2 separate regions of the Oryzias latipes genome follow, and region 2 is linked to region 1. The links are chromatin contacts, called in public Hi-C maps. All regions are on one chromosome and are shown on one strand. The core of a region is the stretch at or near the end of the contact, and the rest is flanking DNA. Distances in the headings are between cores, read along the strand shown.

What was found. A called contact is a pair of places that touch in the nucleus more often than the background predicts.
Region 2: a contact with region 1 is called in a Hi-C map of embryo, with 2.3 times the contacts expected there. The contact joins the promoter of nom1 here to the promoter of en2 in region 1. A contact is called at or near these places in 3 of 5 Hi-C or Micro-C datasets (embryo and gastrula embryo).

What each region holds. Positions count from the first base shown.
Region 1 is chr20:19,457,208-19,462,678 of ASM223467v1, reverse strand. It overlaps en2 (engrailed homeobox 2), which reads right to left and starts at 3,149. Exons shown (of 5, transcript NM_001104744.1): 1 at 2,599-3,149; 2 at 2,594-2,597; 3 at 2,380-2,592; 4 at 2,315-2,378; 5 at 1-773. The coding sequence starts at 2,804. The coding sequence ends at 454. All of the region lies in intron 4 of LOC105356694 (a long non-coding RNA gene), which reads left to right.
Region 2 is chr20:19,631,847-19,637,317 of ASM223467v1, reverse strand. It overlaps nom1 (nucleolar MIF4G domain-containing protein 1), which reads right to left and starts at 2,770. Exons shown (of 11, transcript XM_004081114.3): 1 at 1,692-2,770; 2 at 1,495-1,607; 3 at 494-689; 4 at 1-312. The coding sequence starts at 2,585. lmbr1 (limb region 1 protein homolog) reads left to right here and starts at 2,852. Exons shown (of 17, transcript XM_023949893.1): 1 at 2,852-3,049. The coding sequence starts at 2,987.

The DNA.
Region 1 (5,471 bases), core at 1,900-4,399:
ACATTGGATATAAAAAAAAGGGGGGGGGGGCGTTGAGCGTGTGTTCCTCTTGAAAGGGGCGGGGACAACAAAGAATGAAAACATACTTTTTATACAACATCTTTTATAGACGTGATATTGCAGAAATATGTCTCTGTTATTCTTTAAAACAATTTATGCTGGTATATTCTATACACTGGCCCTTTATTTTTAACATTTTATTGCATTGTAGACTTGATTAAGCCTCCCATAGAACGAAAAAGCACTATAATATTCCCATAGGAAGCTATGGTTTCCTTAAAAACCCAAGGATTCTTGTGACCTTTTGCACTGGATTCATCCGTAAATGACTGATAAGTAGTATTTTTATGTGCTGTGACATTAAATATTCCTGTATTTTTGTGATATCTCTATAAAAATCTATCATAGGATTACTATAAGTTCTTTTTCGTCAGGAGGCGTGTTGTTTCCAAATCAATCGCTGTCTGATTTTTCGTCCTTCGACGTGACGGTGGCGTGATTGTACAGTCCCTGTGCCATCAGGTGCAGGGCCAGAGTGTTCTTGGTGCCGCTGGCTTTCTTGATTTTGGCCCTTTTGTTCTGAAACCAGATCTTGATTTGGGATTCGTTCAGGCCCAGCTCCTGCGCTAAGTTCTGCCGCCTCTGCTCCGTCAAATACCGATTTGTCTGAAACTCCGTTTTTAGTCTTTGCAGCTGCTCTGCGGTGAAGGCCGTCCGTGGTCTCTTGTCCTCTTTGCTGGTCGATTTCTTCTTTGGTTTGCGGGATCTTGGCCCTGTGTCGTGAGGGGACGGGGAGGTAGGGGGTTACAGACACATTTGGTTTGTCAGAGAGGGAGGGAAAAAGCGCAACTAAAAGTCTTAAAAACACAATTAAAGCTGAGCAAACAATTATCCAAACGAGTGCGCAACACAGACACGAGTGTAGCCTAAAATTCTACCACTTTGCATTCATTGCAGTGCCTTCAAAAGTATCCACAATTTGGTGCGTAAAAGATGTTTTAAAAAAACAAACAAAAAAAAAAACCATATCATCTAGAACTACAAATCCTCCAAAATCTAAAAAAAAAGGAAAACAAAACACCACGTGTCCATGTCCCTATTTTTTTTCCAATCAAATACCAAATGAAAAGTATATTTTTTGCTGTCATTATTCATAAACCCGCGTAAATAAATTAAATCATGAAACAAATCTTGCTACTCCAAGAAAAACGAGCAAAAAAACAAAAACCAAAGCATGCATGCTTCCCTGTTGCTCTGCACACATGCACGCAGCTCACATACATGCACGCTGCACACATGCAGGCTGCACACTCACCGCCACCATCTGAAGCAATACTAGTCAATTACAGCGTAGAAGCACCGCTGACGCAGCCTAAAGCCTCTGTCCTGCAAAGTTCGTCCTAAAACTGGTTCGATTGCAGAGCTGCTGCTTTGCATTTTCCCCCCTTTGTACGCCACTTGAAAAGCTCCTCAATGAACAAACGTGAACAGAATCTGAGCAGCTCACATTACAGACACATTAATTTTCCAACTGGATGGAGGCCTGTTCGATGGAGCTGTGTCAGTGCCGCGTGTTGAATCTATTCAAAACAGTGCGCTAAAACACGGCCGAAGCTGCTAAAATTCGGCCAGAAGTTCATGAATCAGTGTTCGGCAGCTTTACAACTCGTAGTAGTGAAGGTACACGCCTTTCCATATGGTTACATAATGCATAGGAACAAGTTGTACTCCACTTTTTGAAAGAAAAACACTCGGCCTTGCTTTAATACGCTGAGTCTGCGCTGGTTTTCTTTCAAAATAGAATGAATTCTTATCACTTAATGTTGGTCAGTTAGAACATTTTTGTGTATTTTTACGCACTACTTGTGCAGCTCCAACAACAAATACGATTTTATAGACGCCTTATACTGTTTACTGCATGCATAACTTTCCTCTTATGTCTTTCTGTTGAACATTCCGGCAAAAAACCTTAAGAATTTGTTATTTAATATAGTTTGACTTATAATAATAATTGGTTAAACTGTTTTATCCTTTGATAATTAAAACGTTACCGTTGTTATTGTTTTAATTTTACACTTTAAAGGTAAATTTTTGTGTCTCTTTTGTCATGCATTAAATGATTACTGATTGCTTGTATTTTTATTTATTTATTTTTGCGTGAAATGGATTCGTTTTTGTGAATGTTCGGTCGGCGCTAATGCGCGCTGCCTGCTTCACTCTGCCATTGGAAAATCGGTCAAGCCATCCGGGGTCAGTGTTACGGGGTATTTCAGGTTAGCGTGAGTGCGGGGTTGTAAAAACGCATGCCACCAACCTGAAGAAGGCCGGTCCGAGTATCTGGTGCAGTAGACCCACGCTGGCCACAGCATGGGCTGCGCCGAAGCGGATGGGTTCGAGCTGGCTTGGGAACTGTCTGAGTCTGAGCTTAGGCACTGGTCTCCACTCTCCCCCAGGGGTTGCAGTGGCTCCTCGGCGGATATAGTGGGCTTCTTTGCGCCGGTGACTGTGTGTGGAGTGGAGGTCCCCTCTGCTGGAACGGTGCTCCCCACAGGCTCGGTCTGGGGTGCGGCGGGGCTGTTGTGGTTGTTCTCCCGCGACGCGAGGCTCTCCTCGCGGTTTGCGCCTGCGTCCTTTCTCCGTCCAAAATCCGGCCGCAGGATGTTGTCGATGAAAAAATTGGTGACTCGGTGAGGAATCTGCAGGTTCCCCGGCGCCTGCAGGAGGGGAAGGATGGCTCTGTTGGATTCGTCTGCCGACTCCTGCCGCTCCACCACATCTCTGCTGCCGCGATCATTTTCTTCCATACTGATTCACTTTCCCCGCTTTACTCGCGTTAACCCCTTTATCGCTCCCTCCGCTGCAATAAGATTCGCGCAGAACTTCGGGGAAATGGGATTGCCCAAAAAGAAAACCAGCACTGGTTGAAGAAATAAATACAACCTCAAAGAATACGCAGTGCCCTGGACACCATGCAAAGTCTTGCGGCCGTGTCCTTTGAGAAAAGCATAATTTTAGACATATATTCCCTCACTCTCGGGTTACAACTGAAAGCTCTCAGCTAAAGCATCTGCCATTTGCGCACCAACAGATTCACTGCCACTGGATTTCAGCGTGCCCAGTAAAGCCTACACCTAAACTAAACTAGGGGTAAATAAAGAGGCTCCTAAACTGATGCTCTAATACTCTCACTCTGGAGTTTTGTTCTTATTTTCAATACGAGCCCCCTAAGTGACGCTCTCCCACCGTCCTCCCAGACACGTGCCTTAGACCAATAGCATGCCAGAAACCAAGCCACATGACGCAGACTCTGGAGCAGTCCACAAACGCCCATCCTTCCCTTGTAAAGAGAAAGAGTCCCGGACTATGGGAGAGGAAGTCTAATTTAAATCCAGTGCATGCTCCTACACAGGCTACTCCCAATATTTCATCTGCATTTGAGAAACGGTGACATGTTTTATTTTATTTATTTGAGAGTTTGGAAGCGCAGTGCGCATCAGTGCGCGTAAAACAATAGGTGATTGAAGCATCGGTTGTCAAAGTGAACCGCAAGGACCCCCGGGGTTCCTTGCTTACAGGGCAGGCATTCCCGATGAGAGAAGAAAAAACACATTTCAGCGCATTTAAATGCACCGCAACATAGTTTTAAAACAAAATATTCAAAAAATGTATTTCTAGTGGGTGCACGTGGTTCACGTTAGCCCAATTAAGACTGAAAACACCTTTACCTAAAGGAATAAATGTTTTACGTCAAATGACCTATTGTGGAAATCCAGGATTTGAAAATTACGCAAATAAAAAAAATATGATCTTGGATATAAATGAAAAGCTTACTGGATGTGGATTACGCACTACATTAAATACACACACAAGATGCAAACAGAGCTCAACTTGAAATTGTCTTTTTCTGTAAGAAAACGACAAATTGGCACGTCAAAGCTTCAATTTTAAACTACTTAAGCATTTTTTTTCTGTTTAATCATCTAAAACGTCTCTGTTTTCTTATGGAACAGCACGTCGTTTACGCATTTGAATATTTCTGTTCATTCTGGACTCCGCTTCTGTCTTTTAGTTGGTAGTAAAATTCATCAGAAATGAAAGGTGACAGCCCGAGAGTCCTTCTTGTGTGATTTCAAAGGCGCAGGGAAGCGTGATGAGTCTTCCCATGTTCTGCTGTTTGCCTGTCGTGACGCTGCGCTCGACCCAGAACTGGGTCCGTATCCCTTTAAAAGAAATCAGTGATGCAAACAAACTGTTTTGTGCGCGCCGCTCCCGACCCAGAGTCGCGGCAAAGACAAAACTTTGAGTAACTTTACTGACCAGAGTAAAGTTTGCAGTTGTTCTCCCAGGGCGCCGCCGGTGGCTGAGCCGGTTCTCCACCGACGTTTGAACCAGGACTGCGCGTGAGTGAAGCAGGGATGCGAGGATGAGGAAGAGCAAAGCACAGACAAAGTCAGTGAGGAGCTTCTCCGTGTTTCAGTTTGTTGGAAAAACAATGATCCTTTTTTAACTTTTCTTAAAATTTCTGCTTAAGATACAAATCATTGTTTAGTTATTTAACTGTTTTTTGGAACACAGGGCTAGTATCCATTCATTTTAATGACATTTGTTTGACTGCTTATTTTTACGCAGAAATGAAACGTGTATCCATGGTAATAAACAAAACTAATTTAGATTAAACCATGGTGTTTTATCCAAGTATTAAAACGTGAGATGCTGTAGTTTTCACTTATAATCGACACGCTCGCGTCAGGTGTATTTGTCTGTAATTTCAGTGAGTCTGTGTTTGTGTGGGACCTCGCACAGATGCTGCACGGTTAGGCCAATCTGGAGGAATTTTAGCTTCCTTTTTTCTTGATTCCAAACTGGAAAACACGTTCGCCGCTTCTGCTGCAAATGTGCCCCATGACAGAGTCTCCAATCCACGCAGGGAAAGTTGAGAGTGAAAGATGTAATTAGACAGGCCTCTCTCATGCTGCGATTGTTTCTCGTATGTGAGGGGAAGTGCAGATTAATGTTCAGCGCCAAATAAGCAGCAGACAATGGAGCCACAGACAGGCCGCTACCGCCTGGGCTTGGCCTCTAACCTCACAGCAACACGGGGATGTCTGGAGGAAATGACACCATTTCAAACTCTGAATTGGAACAAAAACCTTTGTGCACTGCGAAAAACTGCAGATTTCAATGCCCCAACCAATTTGCATTTAAGCCCTAATACAGGTTTTTTTTTCTTGACCTTTGTAAATTCTTATTATAAATTAAGAAAAAAACAAACACTTTTAAACAAAGATTCAGAAGTTTTTAAATAAAACTTTTACTTGAATGAAGCTTTTTTGATAAAACAGTTATTTATTTTTAGGTAAGCAATCTTTTTTTAGTGTCTGCTCACTCTAGGTTTTATTTATAGTAAATCCATCATTGCGATTCTTATTATTACTAGTTGCATTGATACATTTCTCAATGATTTACTTTTC
Region 2 (5,471 bases), core at 1,521-4,020, 180 kb before region 1:
CTGAAACTTTGACTTTGTGTCGTTGGCTTTGCGCTGAGCCTCAGAGATGAGCTCCTTTAGAGCCAAAGGGTCGTCCTTTCTCAGGGCAAAACCGACATTCTTCAGCACAAACAGAATGAGTTCGATGTCCTTCTCCAGAAACGATCCCAGCAGAAGTTTGAGGATGTCGAAGATGAGGGTGGAATGTACCACCTGAAAGTTATACAAGTGAGCCACGATGGCCACGAGGTTGTCGCACTCTTTCCCTTCACTGGAACTCTTGTAGACCTCATCAAACCTGCGCACAACTGTCTCCAGAAAATGAGCTCCCACCTGGAAGGAAATGAAACATCATCACAGCTGCTAGTAAAGCTGATGCTGCCAAGCATCTTTAGGTGATAATAAAACACAAGATGTCTGCAAGTCCCACAATAAGCTAATGTAACTTAATTAAACCAAATACAATTCTGTTTTTGCATTTTTCAGAAGCTTCACACAGCAGATATAACCTTACCTCTAGTCCCACAGAGTGATGGAGGATGCTGACGAGCAGCACATGCTCCGTTACCAGGCGATCTGGCATCAAAGTCGGCGTCACACAGGCTGCAAGCAGCACCTCTGTCAGAGTGTCATTCATGTCTTTCCTGCTGTAGTTCATAAACAGCTCATTCAACTGACTGCAGACGAAGCCCATGTTTGGCTCACTTAGCCTGAAAACATCAAACGAAAACATTCATTTGTGGAAACCGCCCAAAAAATGAGAAAATCTACATTTTAGCATAACTGGACTTAAGCCTTTCTAGTAAGGTGATTTTCTCAGATCTTGAAAATGAAAATTCAACACAATTGATGCTTCTGATATACTACACGATTACATACAGGTTATGTATGCGGATTTGTTTCTGGTAACTCAGACTTTTTGCTACTAGCGCAGACAAACCTCACATAGATTGAATTTATCAAGACAAACCAACAAAAACAATTCAATATAGAATTAAGCTATAAGATTTTCTGTCTTGAACATAAAGCATATACAAGTCATCTTTGCCACTAACTGGGCTGGATTGTAAAAGAAATTATTTCTTGAGTTTAGTTTTACAGGTTCTGCGGTTTTGAGGTGGAAATGATCCCTGGACTAAAATCCAACCAGTTATTCAATGGGGTTTATAGCAAATCTTAAAATGTCTGATAAAGGCTTCTTAGGACTTCATCCAAACCTTTCAAGAAATTTCATTAAAGCTCATTTTCCTTACAAGCTAATTTATTTTATTCTGCAATCAGAATAAAATATAATTGTATACACGATGTGATCACACATTGAATGGTATAGAACCGTTTTACAGAAATCAAATGTATTAAACTTTCTTTTAAATACAGGTCATATCAGGATTTGGGTCAAATATAGTTTTCCAAGAAGGGCTGAATTCAGATGGTTAAAGAAAACAGATTGAAGATTACAAGTTGACAATCCAAAAAAATGTATATAACTTTATAAACATATAGAAGAACTGCTACCTGTTCAAGAGGCCTTTGATATTCCTTCGGAGCTTTTCCAGCTCAGCTTTGCGTTTATCATCTCCAGCGTTACGCAGCTGAGGTGGAACGTACTTTCCAGGTTCAGTGGTGACCTTAACATTAGGAGAACATCATTCATAAATAAATGCACGTCTCAGCGTTTGGTAAAACTAGGAATTCTAAGCATCTGAACTTACAGCTTCTGACTTTAAGCTGGGAGGAGCTTTTTCATCACTCTGATCTTCATCCTCTGATTCTTCTTTGTTTTCTTCATCTGCAGCATCACTTTCCATCAGCTCATCACTGCCTTCCCTTACATCCTCCTCCTCATCTTCCTCCATGTCATCCTCCTCTTTATCATCATCATCATCATCATCATCATTTTCGCTCACTTCACTGGCCATCTCATCTTCAGCTTTTTCATCTTCTTCTGACTGCTGAGTGTCGCTCTCTTCAAGTTTTTCGAAGTTCTCTTTGGCCATCTCCATGTCGTCATCATCATCATCACCTCTGTACATTCCTGCAGCCGCGGAACCAGAGTCGAGAACACCCAGGATGTAATCTAGCCCATCAGTCACAAAAGACTGAGGAAGAGTCTTCTTGTTTTTCCTCTTGTTCAGCCCAAGAAACCGCTCTAGCTTCTTTATTTCTCTGTCCTCTTGTTCATTTGCCTCCAACAGCGCCATCTGTCTTGACTCTTTCAGTCTGTTGACTTGTTTCCCTTTTTTGGTGGATTCCTTTTTTTTAGATTTGTCTTTATCCACAGAGGCAGCCTTTGACACATCCTTACTTTTATCCGTCTTTTTATCCGGATTTTCTGTTTTCGTTGTGCTCTTGCCATCGTTGGGGGTTAAACAGGGACTCTTCTTCTTGCCTTCGTAGTGACTCTTCATTCGGGCTTTCTTCATTTTTCGCTTCTCTTTGCGTAGTTCTTTTCTGCTTTTCTTTTTCACAAACCTCAGCTCATTTCTGCTCCCGACTTCGTCTGGACCACTTTGACTTTTAACGAAATCATCCACGGTCGTCATGTACTTTTGTAGCACTGGATTCGCCTTCTTTTTCTTCATTTTCTGCCTAATTTTGCCTTTCATTTTTACAAATTTAACTCAAAGTGGGTCATTCCATAAAATATTTCAGCTCTCTTAAATAGAAAACTTGGCATCCACAATTGCTATATTAATACTTTTTTTAATCATCTATTTTCTTTTTATTACCTAAACAGCACATGCGGACGCTGTTGTTGATATGACCTATGGACACGTGACAATCTGCTTCCGGGGCACACCGGAAGCCCGCCCCCTGCTGGTGACGGCGTTTATTTGGGGGCGGTTTGTATTTGTAAAGGAGCGGCTTGTACTTCGCTTTTAACTGTCACTGGGCTGTTTATGCCGAGGAGAGGAGCAGCTGGAGATTTTGGAAGGTGTTGCCAGTCGCGCGAACCGTGATGTAGAGGGCGTGTCGCTTTTTTTTCTTCGTATTTGCAATATGAAGAATGGAAGAAGACGATGTTACCATCAGAGAGCAGAATTTTCATAGCCAAGTTCGAGAGTATATCGTAAGTAACGGAACTGCAAGCCAAGGCTAGCTGGCTATATAGCTAGCTGGCTAACGTCTTTAGTCCTGACTTAGGCACTAAATAATCGTAATTATTGCAATCACATTAGAAACCATGAATCCAACTTTTATTTTCTAATTAACAATAGCACTGTTTGTAATTTGAATACAGAAAACATTAACAGATTTCTAATAAAACACTTGTGTTCGCAACACTGCGTTAGCTGCTGCTAGCTTAGCACCTTAATACGGAGGAGGTACTAGAAAGAAAAACGACTTTTAGTTAATTCCTACGTAATTTATTTATGTGTCAAGAATCCAACTTATAGAAAGTGAATTAGAAAAGAATAAAGATTTTATTCATCTGTTTTTATTTTTGAGCACTCAAATCTTAGTCTTTGCTAATATCAGTGTTTAATCAATGTGATTTTATTTTATTTCTATGTATATCGTTTTAAAAAAATACTTTAAGCAAAAATAATACATCCCTGTTTGTCTGGGACTGACAAATTTAGACTGAAAAGCAGCACATGTTAAATGTTATGTTCCTGAATGCACACAAATATTTTGGTTATTATTGTGCAGCTATTTACAATTCATTCCTGCACCAATGGATATAAGTGCATCAATACGTGGGTAATTATTTTTGACCTGAGCATAACCGGATAAGCTTGTTTGAAAGGGACAAAGGGCTGGGTTTGAAATAAAAAAGGATCAGGCTGACCAATATTTACTTTGAAAATGCCACCTCCATGTTTTCACTGAATCGGAAGGACTTATAATTAGTTTGAAATTAACAGTTAAGTTGGTTTTATCAAATTAATTAGTTTTAAAATGGTTTTATTTTGTCATTTTTCAAGCAAAAATGGCATTTGCATTTTTTTTCTACATAATATTTTATAATTACCTTAATGATAATGAAATCTTTTTCAATTTAAACCATTTTAGATTTAACAAAATGGTTTTAGAAGTAGATAAATGAATACATGGTTTAATTGAATCCTGTTGAATTATAATTCCAGTTAAATTATCTTATAAATTTTAACCTTAATTTGATTTAATATTGAGAAATGGGGTCTACACATTTAAGTGTGTTATTTAACTGTTCTTCCTTAAAATAACTGTTGAGAACTCTAATTCTCATAAAATTATTTTAAAAAGAGTTCTTGACAAATACATAGATTCACTATCTACTATTTCATTGGCGACCTCAACATCCCAGGTTTGGCTTGCACATTTTGTCCCGAGTGTCTATAGCTGCGTCTGAGGCCTGTATCCCATATCAGCTTGCTTTACATAATCCCTCTGCACCAAGTTGTAATGTGAGTGTATCGTCTAACATTAATGATTAGGAGAACCATCATAAGGATGGTTTTCTGTCTGATGTTACTTCTGTGGTAGTGCTGAGTCAAAGCTGGTCAACATGTTTCAGTCACAAGATGTTACACTTGTTTTGATGGATGTTAAATCTGGAAACCTGTGTTTTCTACGGTGTCAATATTTCTTATAATGTTTCCTGGCAAGTTTGTCAAAAACTACTCTAAAAGTACCCTGCTGTGGGAAAATAGTCTAGGTAGCATGACATTTAAAAAAAAAAATGTGGCTCAACTAGTCATTTGAACAAAATTCAAGGATGCCTCTGCATGTTGTCACTTTGCTTTGACATGTTTCTCTGAATATGAAAGGTCTGTTCCATCAGAATTGCATTTCTTTTTTATCATAACATTGTGATGCACACTTTTTTAGTTTGTGAAACCTCCTTCTATTAAATCATTTTATTGGAATATTTGGGACATAGCAGTTACTTGCATGAACTTTCCAAAGGTTAGAACAACAAATACTTTGGAGTTTATCTGTCATAGGTTTAAGAAAACTACAGCAAACCAATTAAGATCGTTTGCAAATTGTTAGAGTTGGTGTCTTCCCAATATCCATGCATATTTTTATCTAAATGTGACTTTTTCCTCAGAACAGTGTTATCAATAACAAGGTTTACTGCTGCATTGACTGTTTTGCTTGCTTTTCTGTGCTGTTACCCATCTGTCTTTCTGTTTGTGTTGGTTTATCAGTTTAAAAGCTCCAGATTCTGCGTTGTTTGGGATTTTTTACCCAACCAGCATCATTACAGGCTGTAGTTTCAATTAAAAATGTGTTTATTGTGCAGCTTGCGAAGGGGGGAAATGGTTGTACATTTGTTACATAGCATTTTGTATTCTTTTCAAGACCGGTTGAGGAGATTTGTCTGAAATGTATACGGTCTGGCTGAGTCATTTCATAATCAGAGCTCGAGCCATGCTGAGTTATGCAGTGCTGACAGGCTGCAAAGTGCTGAACTGAGGGCTTCTAACATTAGTTACATGCTGTCTCACTATGGCGGTAGAGGAGAGGAAACGGGATCTTTCTGACTATCCAGCTTGTTGTGA